Linked DNA regions of Gasterosteus aculeatus: region 2 is linked to region 1. The links are chromatin contacts, called in public Hi-C maps. All regions are on one chromosome and are shown on one strand. The core of a region is the stretch at or near the end of the contact, and the rest is flanking DNA. Distances in the headings are between cores, read along the strand shown. Region 1 has its middle 9.8 kb from the start of ly6pge. Region 2 overlaps unc5b (unc-5 netrin receptor B).

Evidence for each region. Hi-C and Micro-C count contacts between places; a contact is called where the count stands out from the background.
Region 2: a contact with region 1 is called in a Hi-C map of skeletal muscle, with 2.1 times the contacts expected there. The contact joins two enhancer-like sites. A contact is called at or near these places in 3 of 6 Hi-C or Micro-C datasets (liver, skeletal muscle and whole body).

The regions. Positions count from the first base shown.
Region 1 is chr6:8,572,120-8,578,089 of fGasAcu3.hap1.1, reverse strand. No RefSeq gene overlaps it. Among protein-coding and RNA genes, the nearest start is that of ly6pge, 9.8 kb to the right of the region's middle. Within about 2 kb of position 3,624, at least 1 of the 9 cell types and tissues checked has open chromatin away from gene starts, as enhancers often do.
Region 2 is chr6:8,655,247-8,661,216 of fGasAcu3.hap1.1, reverse strand. It overlaps unc5b (unc-5 netrin receptor B), which reads right to left. Exons shown (of 17, transcript XM_078104128.1): 2 at 1-5. Among protein-coding and RNA genes, the nearest start is that of slc29a3, 19 kb to the left of the region's middle. Within about 2 kb of position 3,741, at least 1 of the 9 cell types and tissues checked has open chromatin away from gene starts, as enhancers often do.

The sequences.
Region 1 (5,970 bases), core at 2,375-4,874:
TGGGCAGCAGTATGCAAAGGGCTGTCTGACAGCAATATAAAGCCATGACCCCACAGCCTGGTACTCGTCCTGGTAGCAGAGTGGAGAGAGACTTCTGTAACAGACCCAGTTGCCGCTGAGCGCGCCTGCAGCGGGCAGCAGCTCCGTTTTCTTGCTGCCCGGGCAGTTTTCTTTGCAGTCGCTCCCTGTCACACACAATGGCTGCTGATGGCGTTTTTTTTGCTGCGTAATTTGTCTATAGGGTTGCCAACTTTTGGTATAAAACCCAGAATGGACTAAAATGGATAGTGGCAGATTGTTTTGCTTCATAGGCCTGATAGTCACTTGTGTTTGATAGCGTGAGTGCTAAAACATGACTGAACCGAAACATTCCCCGGTGATTACGAGTGCCTCCTGATTGCCAGCATCTATCAACATCTCTGAAACTGTTCATTCTGCAGCCAAATTTCAAATCAGTGCATCATACAAGAGCACTCGTTTTAAAAAGGCACGCAAATCGTTTGCTCCCAGCTAAAGCTGCTTGTCAGGAATGCAGTGACATTTAATTCAAAGCTTAGTGCCCAACACATTTGACACCTTAATTAGGTGTTTTTTTTTCAAGTTTATGTTATAAAAATGTAAATTAACACAAAATATAATATGTTATGGCCCCAATTGAGGCTAAGTGACTTTGTTCAATTAAAAAAAATAATTATCTGAACAGGGCTATTTGGAAATTAAACAATATGATTTGATTGAGTTCTGATGCCACCTTTCGTATTTCTATTCAATGCACAAAGGGAGCATGCAGGTGGCCGAACTTCTGAGGCAGGCGTTCACTTCTCAATGTTGCTCACTACCACTACGGCTCCTTCGGAATTTTATATATTGATGTGAGCCACTGATGGAATAGAAATATTGACTGAGCAGCTCTAAAATGTAGTAGTGATTGGGAAGTGCTTTCCTGAATTAGGTCTTAAAATGTGTTATTGGATACATTTCGTGCCACTTGAACATTGTGCCATGCGATTTTTCTGCCACCTCCAGTTTGCAGTTTACAAAACATCAGACACCTGCAACTAGTGGGAGAGACACATTTTCTTAGTAAGTCATTCAAAAGTCAAATGGTTAAATCCCACCGTGCACAAAGCTGCGGCTGCAATGCCCTCTGCAGATTTAAAACGTGCTCTTGCCACATCTCAGCAAGTGTGTTGCAATTACAGCTGACCTGCTGTCACATCACTGATTGAAGTGTGACGGAGGTGAAGCTTTTTTCAAAAGCACGGAGAGCGTCACAGCGGCAACGTTTTGTCCTTGATTCTGTTCAAACCCAGTATTTATGCAAAGCTGCAGATACAGATCAGGCTACACTAACAGTATTACCATTAGTAGAACATTGGATTGCAGTTGAGGTTGCTAAGTAATTAACTCCTGCGTTTCGACTGAGCTTACAATAAAACTTTTGCACCCTTCGGCGGGCATGTGACAAAGATAGAAGTCACATAAGTCTAGCAGACTCAATATATTGTGTTGTGAGAGAAAATACATGAAATTACGGGTAACATCTAATATTGTTTTGTGATGACATACAGGCATGCAAGTTGGATTGTCTTAAAACCTTTAACTCTCAACAACAGGTTTTGTTACTAGATGACTGTGAAAAATCAAATGAAACCACAAAGGCAAATACTGAAATGGTAATTTATTAAAGGCTGAAAAAGCCAATTTGGGAGATAAAAAATGCGTGTCCGTAAATTAATTTCTGCTATTGGTTTGAAGCATAGAAAATAAGCAGGTTGTTCATATTCCACGAGATTTTGTCAAAAAACAGCAAGGCTCAGTGAACTGTTTAAATTCCAGCAGAACTTGTTCTTGTTCAACCCATTTTTTTTAACGTACCAGCCCCGATCTGCGTTGCAGTCCGCTGCGACCTGTCGACCCACAAAATCGCCCACAGCAGGTCCCCTGGTTACATTTTGTGCAACCAAATAATGACCAGCACGTCATTAAACATGAATTATGAACCCTCTGTCGGAGTGTTTCATTCATTGAGAGCGTTGCCGGAACAGAACCGTTTCCAAACAGCTTTTCAGCCTATTGTCTGCGACATGCTCAGCTCCTGGGGGCCGAGTGGAGAAAACTGCACTACACCTTAAAACAAACGGCAAGTAACCCTTTCATTAAACATTCCTTAATCCCTCCTCAACCACCCACCCCAAACATCCCTCCCCGGCCCCCCGCCGAGAACAGCTTAGGTCATTACAGTCCGCTGTCAAAACCTGTGACCGCTCCGCGTTGGAGCCGCCAGGATTAAGGGCTGTGAAAACAAGAACAAGGAGGGAAAGGAGGTGAAAGCTGACAGAGGGAGCAAGGCCTTACATATTTTCTCTTTCTTCCCTTCTTTTTTTTGCCCCTCGCCACAGTTGACCGCGTGCTGATTCTTGCAGCTACTTTGCGGCGGACTGCACTAATGTGAAGGGATACGAAGTCACATGGAAAACACGGAGGAGGAGGCCGCTGCACTGAAAGTGAGGAGTAGCTTGAGACAAAATATAATTTCAGAGATGAAGCTCCCTGCTTTTGTTTTGACCTGTTTGGGCCTTTTGCAAATGAATGAGGTACTTTTTTTAATACTTGGTTATGCGTTTCTCACTTTAAACTGTCTGAATCCCGTGAAGCTCATGAATCTGGGGGATCCAGATAGGCTATAATAAAAGACTTTTATTCTTTCTCTTGGTTTGTTCTTTTCACGTCTGCAATGATCTTGGTCTTTGTTTATTTAATTTTGTCACAGTTACCATTTTCTTGCATTGCTAACAGAGACCAGAAAGAAGACATCACGCTCCCTTCACACAGAAGCCACTTGAATTAGCCTCTGCCTACAATCTCTGGCGGAACAGCCATTGAGGGGTGATAGAGAAAGTGTCAATAATTGAGCACTAAATGGGATTCTTCTCAGGAATTCAGCACAGGCCCCCTGTTCCTGAACAGCCATGAACACCATTTTGCTAACCCAGTCAGCGGTAGTGACTTCGCACACACTTATTTAAATGAAAATCTCTGACATCATCGCTCTGAGGGCGTGTGGGGGCGATTAATGTTATGCACGTTTGTGTTTTTACAGGCAGCAAATTCTGAATCGTGCATTCTGAACCATACACGAAGGGTTTGAAGGGTGGAGGCATCAGACGCGTGTTAGTGTGCTTCTCTTGCTGTATAAATGCGACGCTATCTGAAAAGAGAGATCAAGCCATGCAGGACAGCAGCAGTCAGCAGCCGTGGGGAGAATATTTGACTTTATCTCAACCCTTTGCTTCCACGTTGACACCATGAGGAATTTCCAATTTCGGCCCAACAAATCATCCTCTTTCCTTTCCCTTCTCACCGGAGAAAGCACGGTTTCCCCTCTTTAAAAACGCACCGTCTTCACTGGATGCACGTTTTTTCACCTCTCCGTTATGAATCAGCTCCGGCAAACCGACAGCAGGAAGCTGAACCGCGGCTTTGATTACCCACCAACATTGATTAGAAATGCGCGTACAGTCATGTTTGTGTTTGGACCCGCGGGCCTGTTTGGTGTTTTATTTACCGTCACCTTTGTGCCCGGAACTCTGTTAATCCTCTGTTTGTGTTCAAACACCTTAGCTGGAGCCCCTGCGCCGCTGTGTCTCCTTGCTGGCTGCTGCGAGCAGTCTGTGCAGCCTCCTGCCTGTTACTGGACATGATTGACAGGGAATAGTTGATCTGTGTGTGTGTGTGTGTGTGTGTGTGTGTGTGTGTGTGTGTGTGTGTGTGTGTGTGTTCGTTGCTGTGCGCGTCTACTTTACTTTGTCTCCATCTGTCTGCCTGCCTGTCGGTCTGTGAGTTAACGAGGACGACTTGAACATCTTCATGAAAAGCACTATTTGTTTGGCAGGCTGGTCTTTATTTGATTTATTCATGATGTGCAGATAAATATAATAAATGCAAATATCTTGAGTCCTATGAAGACTGTTTCTAAGAAGGTTGATGCCAGGAGGTTATGGAGGCTTATCATATTGATCAAAATGACAGAAACTGTTAAAAGCTTTAACACAACTTTCACTGCCTTGCAACTGAGAGCTAACGGCGCTCCTCGGGCCCTTCGGGGGTCACCCGCAGGCCCCGTGCCCCAGCCCCTCGCCTCACCCCGCGGCTGAATGGTACCCCTGATTATCTCATAGCTTTGCTGGATATTCCCTCATCTCCCCTTTAAAAAGGGCCGAATTACTTCCAGCTCCCCAAACTTGTCAAAACCAATTTGCCTTCCTATTATTCCCTCAACACGACCCCTCCTCTCAGCCCTCCCTCAACAAATCCTCCCCCCTCGATCGAAAAACCCAACACGACCTGTGCCACCCCTAAACCCCCCCTCCACCCTCTCCACCCTCTCCACACCCTCCACCCCCTCCACCCCCTTCCTGTGGACTTTCCCTTCACGTCGCAGCAAACCTTTATGAACACAGCATATGGCCGCGAACGAGCCCCACACACACACACACACACACACACACACACACACACACACACACGCGCACACACACACACACACACACACACACACACACACACACACACACACACACACACACACACACACACACGCGCACACACACACACACACACACACACACACACACACACGCACACTACAAAGTGAGGCTACAAAGTAACTACAAAGTAAAAAACCTGTAAAACAGAAATCAACAAACTTGGGGAAAAAAAATGCTTCTTTCCCAGCGCGGGCAGCACTTCCACCATCATATCCTGCACGGCGCTTCACCCCCCTCCCTCCCCCCCGTCCCTCTCCCATCAATTAGCGCCTCGCCAGTGACAACACAGAAGATCTTCATTAGCGGAGAATGCTCAATTATATCAGTTGATATTCCTTTCGAAAACTAATTATCCCAGTTGCATGATACGGTTGACTGAGCCTGCCCTCACCCCGGGGCGCAGCGGTTACTGATGTGATTTGGTTTTGGCTCGAAGGTCTGCTTCCCTCTCTCTTTTGTTATCCTCCTTTCCCCTCTGCACTCATTCAACGCAGTAAAGCGTCCCAACTCAGTGAAGCCGCTTCCCTCTCCTCGGTTCTGCGTGATATTTGTTGACCCTCCGTGTTCTTGTCATAACAACTTGTTATGCTCGCATTTCTCCCAATTAAAAACCAAGTGCCTGTGCATGTGAATGCATGTCTCCTCTGAGATGCACAGAATTTGCAGAACTGTGATAACTCTACAAAAAGCTCGTCATTGGAGCCCTTTCTCTATCTAATCCTGATCGTTTGTTCATCCTGTGGGAGGAGGGGGGGGGAGCAAAAATAGACAGCCTCTATCACAGCTATAGTTGAGACCGAAATGGTGCAAACGCTGTCTTCTCAGGAGAGGAGACTGGGGAGGAGGTGAAACTGCAGAGAACATATGGTGGAGACAGTAGATGCTGTATTTGTAAACCTGTAATTCGTCCGCTGATGAATAGCAATGAGATCTGAGCAATATTGAGGAAAATTACTGAGGAAATCTGTTTGCAGGATGGTGTTTCATAACAGGTCTTTAAAAACTTTTATTATTCTAACATTATAAAAGTGTCTGGAGGGGAGGCAATGGCTCCAGGAATTGAAGGCAAAAACAAAATAACCGTTTCCCTGACAGACATTCACTTCAACAAGCTTAATTTTCTTTCATCTCAAGCACATTATTTCCATGCTAATCACGTTCTTTTTTCCATTTCTCATCAAGGTTTATAAGAGGGGAAAATCGTGAAATATAATACTAATAAAAAGAACATGCTGAACACATTTCACCGCGTATACAGTGTGTTTTCTACATGCCAGCTTCAGGTTCCTCTTTGCTGCCCTCAAACCAGGGACGGGCCGCACAGAAGGCGAGCCATTTAGTCAGGGCAAGGGAACACACTCACTCACCCCTTCTCCTCCCCTCTGTATGTCTCCCCCTCCCTGTTCCAAAGACCCAAAGC
Region 2 (5,970 bases), core at 2,492-4,991, 83 kb before region 1:
GCTCTCTGGAAACGCACGGAAACACAAAACTGATTTAAATGCCCCTCGATGGGAAACCTGACTTATAGAGTCTGTCTGCTGCAGGCAAACTGCAGCGCAGCACCTCATCGCTCAGCAGCTGACCCTTTGCCGTGACCCAACTGTTGGAGAGGTAAGAAATAAACTAAATTACAAATGTATCCCTCGGGGATTAATAAACTACCAAACACCCGAAAGGGAGAATATGTGTGTATGACACCGCGTCTCAATCCAACTTTTGACAGCAAATCGGTCAGCACTGCTTCCTGGTACACATGAAGGAAACAATGTTGGTGTATTTCAAGACGACATTTAAGGTGTGGACAGTTTGCACTGTAAATGGAAGGACATGGTGACATTCTTTGCCTCCTTGTTATTGCCAGTTATGTGGTCGATGCAGGCGTCCTGCTCTGGAGCTGGAGAGGAGGGCGGCTGACCTCCCACGGACCGGTCCTGTTATTCGCACATTCCCCGACATTCTCAATGTGACAAAGTCCTCTTGGCAATGGTGCCAAGAGCTTCTCCTTGCAGGAGGGACACAGCATTTCTAACCTTTTCACTCTGACGCAATACTTCAATCATAGGTAGATCCCAGGCAGTTTATCAATGCTGCCGCCTCATTGCCTACTAGCTTTCATCAGTAGAGGCCCCGAAGGTGTCGTGATGTTCAGCCCAGTTTTCCTCACAGACTCTCAAACTTGTGGTGCTGTGGTTTTAAAAAATCGTATCCTCCATATTCAGATGATACAGAAAGAAGTGTGGCTGGTTTTTCATACACTGACACTTGATGCAGACAGTTTGCAGTTTGCACTTTTCAAAAATGTATCAACCTGATCAGTTATTCCACAACCAGGGAACAAGAGAAACTACTTAGAAAGATACCATCTCCTATTCTTAGAAGCGCCTCCCCGCGCTCACCCCGCTGTCTCCCCTCGACAGACTGTGAGACATTAGGGGAAAGCAAATAGGAACGTACTTTACGTGTAAGTAAGCGCCAGGGAAAGTTGGGGCATTATTCAAACCAAAGTTGTTGGATTCAAGAGGCTGTACCGTGTTCAGAAAGAACAAACAAGACCAACTTTTGACCTCAACCGTCTCCACCACAACAGGGCCGGACGAAAGAAGGTGAAGCTGCACAGGATGGACCCGTCATCCTTCATCGCTCTCCATCTGTCTCTCTGGCAAACATAGACCTCCGTTCCTTCACCGGTCAGCCCGAACTGAACTCTCACCACTGCAGCTTTTACTCCACCGAGACCCCAGCGCTGTATAGTAGGATAGGATTGGCTGATTCTGGGGGCGGGTGGGTAAGTGGTAAGTTTAAAAAACCTGATAACTGGTAAACGTGGTAATATGAACGAGTCAGGATATAATATAACCACTAGAGACCGTGTTTTTCAGAGATGGCGTTTTACCACTTAAAGAGTCCACAAGCTGACTAAGAATGAGACATGCCTCATTAAAATATCACCAAACACTTTATATCACAAACTCACATTTGAATTGTGGAAAAACTAAAAACACTGTCAACATGCACAAGGAAAACAAAGAAACACACCGAACACACTGTTCCTACAGGTTACACCCTGGGAGGTGTTCACACTAAACAGCTAAAGATAAAACAAATGTGTACGATGAAAATGAACACATCTCAGAGTGATACTTATCCGTGAACACATAAAGCGCCGTGTGACTCCCACACTCCTTCTCTCTGTTCTCCCCTTAAATCTCCTTGTCTGCTCTTACTAAGCTGTCGCCTCCAGTATTTCAGACTTTGAATTCACAGTCAATAACCAATTGTGTTGCCCCTCCCCACCTCTCACCCCCGCTCTTTCCCTTTGTCCGGCATTGATCGTTCGCTCTTCAAACATCGGCTGAAAAACACAGCCTGTCACTCTTCTGTCACGGGGGGGGGAAGAGGAAGGAAGGCAGAGGAATAATGGCAGCAGAGACAGACAAACATGGAGAGACAGTGGTTCAGACGGAGACAGGAGGGGAGGAGAGCAGCGTGTGTGTGTGTTCTAGGATCTGCACTGAGCCAAAGTTTAATTAAAACACTTTTGTATGACTGAGGAGGAGTCAGGGAGACAGACCCCCCCCCCCCCTCCTCCCTGTCTCTCTTTGGGATAATGGAGCTGGGGGGGGGGGGGGTTAAAGTGGAACCTGTGTTTTGGGGCCAGCATACAAACATCCATCAGAGCTCAGCAGCCGGCAATTTGCGCGGAATGGAGGAAGACAAGAACTCCTCGCCGTGCATCACAGCAAGTCTTTTATTACTCTAATGACAGACAGCAGACAGCCAGAAAGCAAACACGGGCTTCTGGGTATTACTTTCCGAAAAGCACCAGATCGCAGGAACACACGCACGCATAGACACAGACACCAGATGACAGCCTGTGCTTATACAGTGCATTCCTACCCAGCCGTATGCATTCACGCTGCACTCGAGCAGCTGAAGGTGCAGCCTCCTCCGGTGACTAAGCGCAGGGATGAGGATCCAACGTCACGGAGAGTCGCACCGACAGTGGCGGCGCGAGGCCACGCTCGAAGGCACGGCCGCGTGGGAGAGAGGACGGGTGGAGGGGGGAAAAAACACGGGCAAACAGGAAGGCTGGCCAAAGAAGTGGAGACGATGAAGACGCTGGACTCCCATAATAACCGGCAAGGACAATGAATCACGGTGTCTATCTTTGTCCAACTTGACGTCAAAAAATGTTTTCTCCACCCTCTGTTCTCTTGTCTCTCATTCTCTCACACAGACACACAACACACACACACACGGACGACTGTAATTTCCTTAGCCCCAGCGCCTCTAGCCAAAGTGGAACCCAAAGTGTCAGTACTTTATCATTACCTTTACAGAGTTAGTCATTACTGTCCCCCTCCAGTGCCCTTTCTATCTCAACACAGCACTCAGTGGGGGGGAAAAGAGATCAAGAGAGAATAAAGCATCGGGAGAAGAACACTTTGAAGCAGCCGAACAACAGAAAAACACTATAAAAGACATTGGCTCATTGTGTGTTTGGCAAGATCGGGATTTTTTTTTTTTTTTTTTGTTCGAGGTCACAAACACATCCGTTCTGCTTTTCAGTTGGGTGTCTGACATAGGAGTGCTCTTATTCAGGGCCGTCCCCTGACTCCATCCTGCTGGGTTCGAAGCACCACTAGACTTAAAATGACTTTAACAAACACACACCAGAAAGCCTGCAGCCCGCAGCTATGAGGCCCAACCGGTCCGCCGAGCCCATTAAGGACAAACAGCTGTGAGGACAGACACTCGAATATGATCACACTGCTGGTGACGGAGGAAACAAGGCCAATAAATAGAGTGATCAGCAGACATTATGTTCCATCCATCATTCTCACCCAATCAACCCCATCATCATCATTCTTGCAAGGAAGCCCTAAGGTAAAGTCACACATGGCACGCAGAGGCAGGTCGAAAGAGACAGAGATGGATGGGGGGGGGAGACAGTCTCTCCTTTGCCTTCCTTAAAGGACAATTAGATTGAGTGATTGATATTCAGACTGACCTCATGCTCATACGCCTGAAAACTACTGGCCAAAGGAGGATGGAGATGGAGAAAAAAAAATACATCAGGAAGGACAGTGATGGTGAGGAATGGTGGAGTCTGGATTTGGACGAACGTTGTGTGAGTGGCAGTGACAGTCTCTGTGTGTGTGTCTATGTGTGTGTGTGTGCTTCGCTTCTCACATCAACAAAGGCAGACGAGGTGTGAGAAGTCATGCCGTTAACCCATCTGACCGAACACGCTCGTTCAAACACTCACTGCATAACCAGCCTTTTGGAGTGAGGTGTGTGTGTGTGTGTGTAGGGGGGGGGGGGGGGGTGGTTGACTCACTAGGCATTATGTTCATTTCATCACGGTTGCTGGGAGCCAAAAAGAGGCAGGAAGCAGAAGTTGACGTCCCGCTAAGAGTCACACATATCCAACTGGCTGTGCGCGCTCATAAAACCGCTCCACGCGTAGGCTTTGAAAGTTCTTGTTTGGCTATTTTGATGCCGCCACCAATATGTGCACCACGCGGCTCGGCAGCCTGTTTCATTGTGGACTCACCATGGTGACTCTTGACTAACTGACTTCACGTCCCAAACAGTCAGGCACACACATTCCCCGTCAGGTCCTCCTTGATTCTTACATTCTGTCTCCGCATGTGGCTTTTTATGTTTTTCTTCCTCTATCAAGTAAAATGACGAGGTGTTCTTTTCTTTTGAAAATCAAAAGAAAGGGGTGCTATTTTAGAAATTGGTTTACTTGTCGTTTTGAGAGACTGACAAAAATTACATTGTCGGTTTGATTTTGTGTGTCTTGCACAGAAACAGGTCCAAGATGTATTAGACGAACCCAAAGATTTCTATGAACTTATTTACAGCTGGTTACACATTTGAGCTTCTTCTTGAAGAACCACTGCAGCAGTTCAAAAGAATCTACCCAGCAGAATGCATTGTTAATTAAAAGGGTAATTAGCTAGCAAACAGCCTTGGAAGTGGTTTGGAAATTAATACTTTGTGAATACATAACCCAATATACATAGATATACATATACGTGGATCAAGGCGCAAGTTCAAGCAAATGCCCATAAGTAAGAAAGATGGAAGAACAGAGAAAGAATAGAAAAAGTGTATTTGTGTGTGTGTGTGTGTGTGTGTGTGTGTCTGTGTGTGTGTGTGTGTTTGTGTAGGACAGAGAGACAGGGAGGAAGGTGACACAGGAGGCTGGAAAGCAGGTTGTCAGAGGGAGAAGAGCGAGCAGGTGACGGAAATGCAGAGTGACGGAAATGCTTCGCTCGTCCATCCGCCATGTCCGGGTGGCAGGAGTAGAGTGAGCAAGCATGACCGCATGATAACACACACACACACACACACACACACGTGTGCCCCCGCAGCAACTGCTGGGGTTCCCGACACATCATCTACAGATCTGCTTAGAGGTGGTGTAGCATCACACACTCTTAGCTCCAAGGTGGGTGGACCCCTGTTTCTTAAAGGACTCACCTTGTCTCTCCTGTAAGCCCTTGGTGGTTGGTTTTAATGACACTTAATCTCACACACACACACACACGCACACGTAAACATGTTATCTAACTATGTGGTAGATGTGCGAGAGGTGGTGCGGCCGTGTTGGTAACAGATTGTAGATTAAATATGTCCCGCTGCGTATTCAAGGGCCTGAGTGAGATTCTGTGACTGTATTTTGGAATGTGTGGGAGAGTGTGACTGCAAGCGAGGGAGCGCTAAGAGGATTTACACTTGTGTTGTAGCTGTGATCCCACTGCTGCTACTGCTGCTTTTGAAAAGACGCGGGGGGCGGGTTGCTTGTGTCGTGGCTGAGATTGTGCTTTACGGCAGCCAGGGGGCGCCACCCCCTGTAGAGCTCATTAATCACAGCCCGTCCAAAGTCGCCCGGTGCTGTTTGTGCGTGCCCCGACGACCACCTACTGCATGGGAACACAGACGTACACAAGCGGCACTATCAATCACTATCAGAGGAACCGAGGGGGGGGGGGAGTGTGTGTGTGTGGAGGAGGGGGGGGGGGGGGGGGGGGGGCTTCGGAAGGGTGGGAGGGAGACAGAGTGGGTGAGACGATGTTGTTTTCCTATTATCAGCTCGAAATTACAGGCCGATACTCGGAGGTCAAACTCATACGGTGGAATGGGACTCGTGGACATAAGTGGACGCGTCGAGGGCGAGGCGCCACTGCCTCTCTGCTCAGCCGCCTGATGAGCGAGGCGCAGATGTCCTCGCGGGGCGGCCGGGTTGCCATGGCGGGTATTCACATGGAGCCGGCTCCTCTAGGGGGGCCCGCGTAGTCTACGCTGCACCGACCGCAGCTACACCCGTCGTCCCTCTCTCGCTCGCCATTCGTTTTGGACGTCTTGTTGAAAACGTGTCCTTCCCCGTCCCCGGCGATTGTCTCGGCGTGACTGCG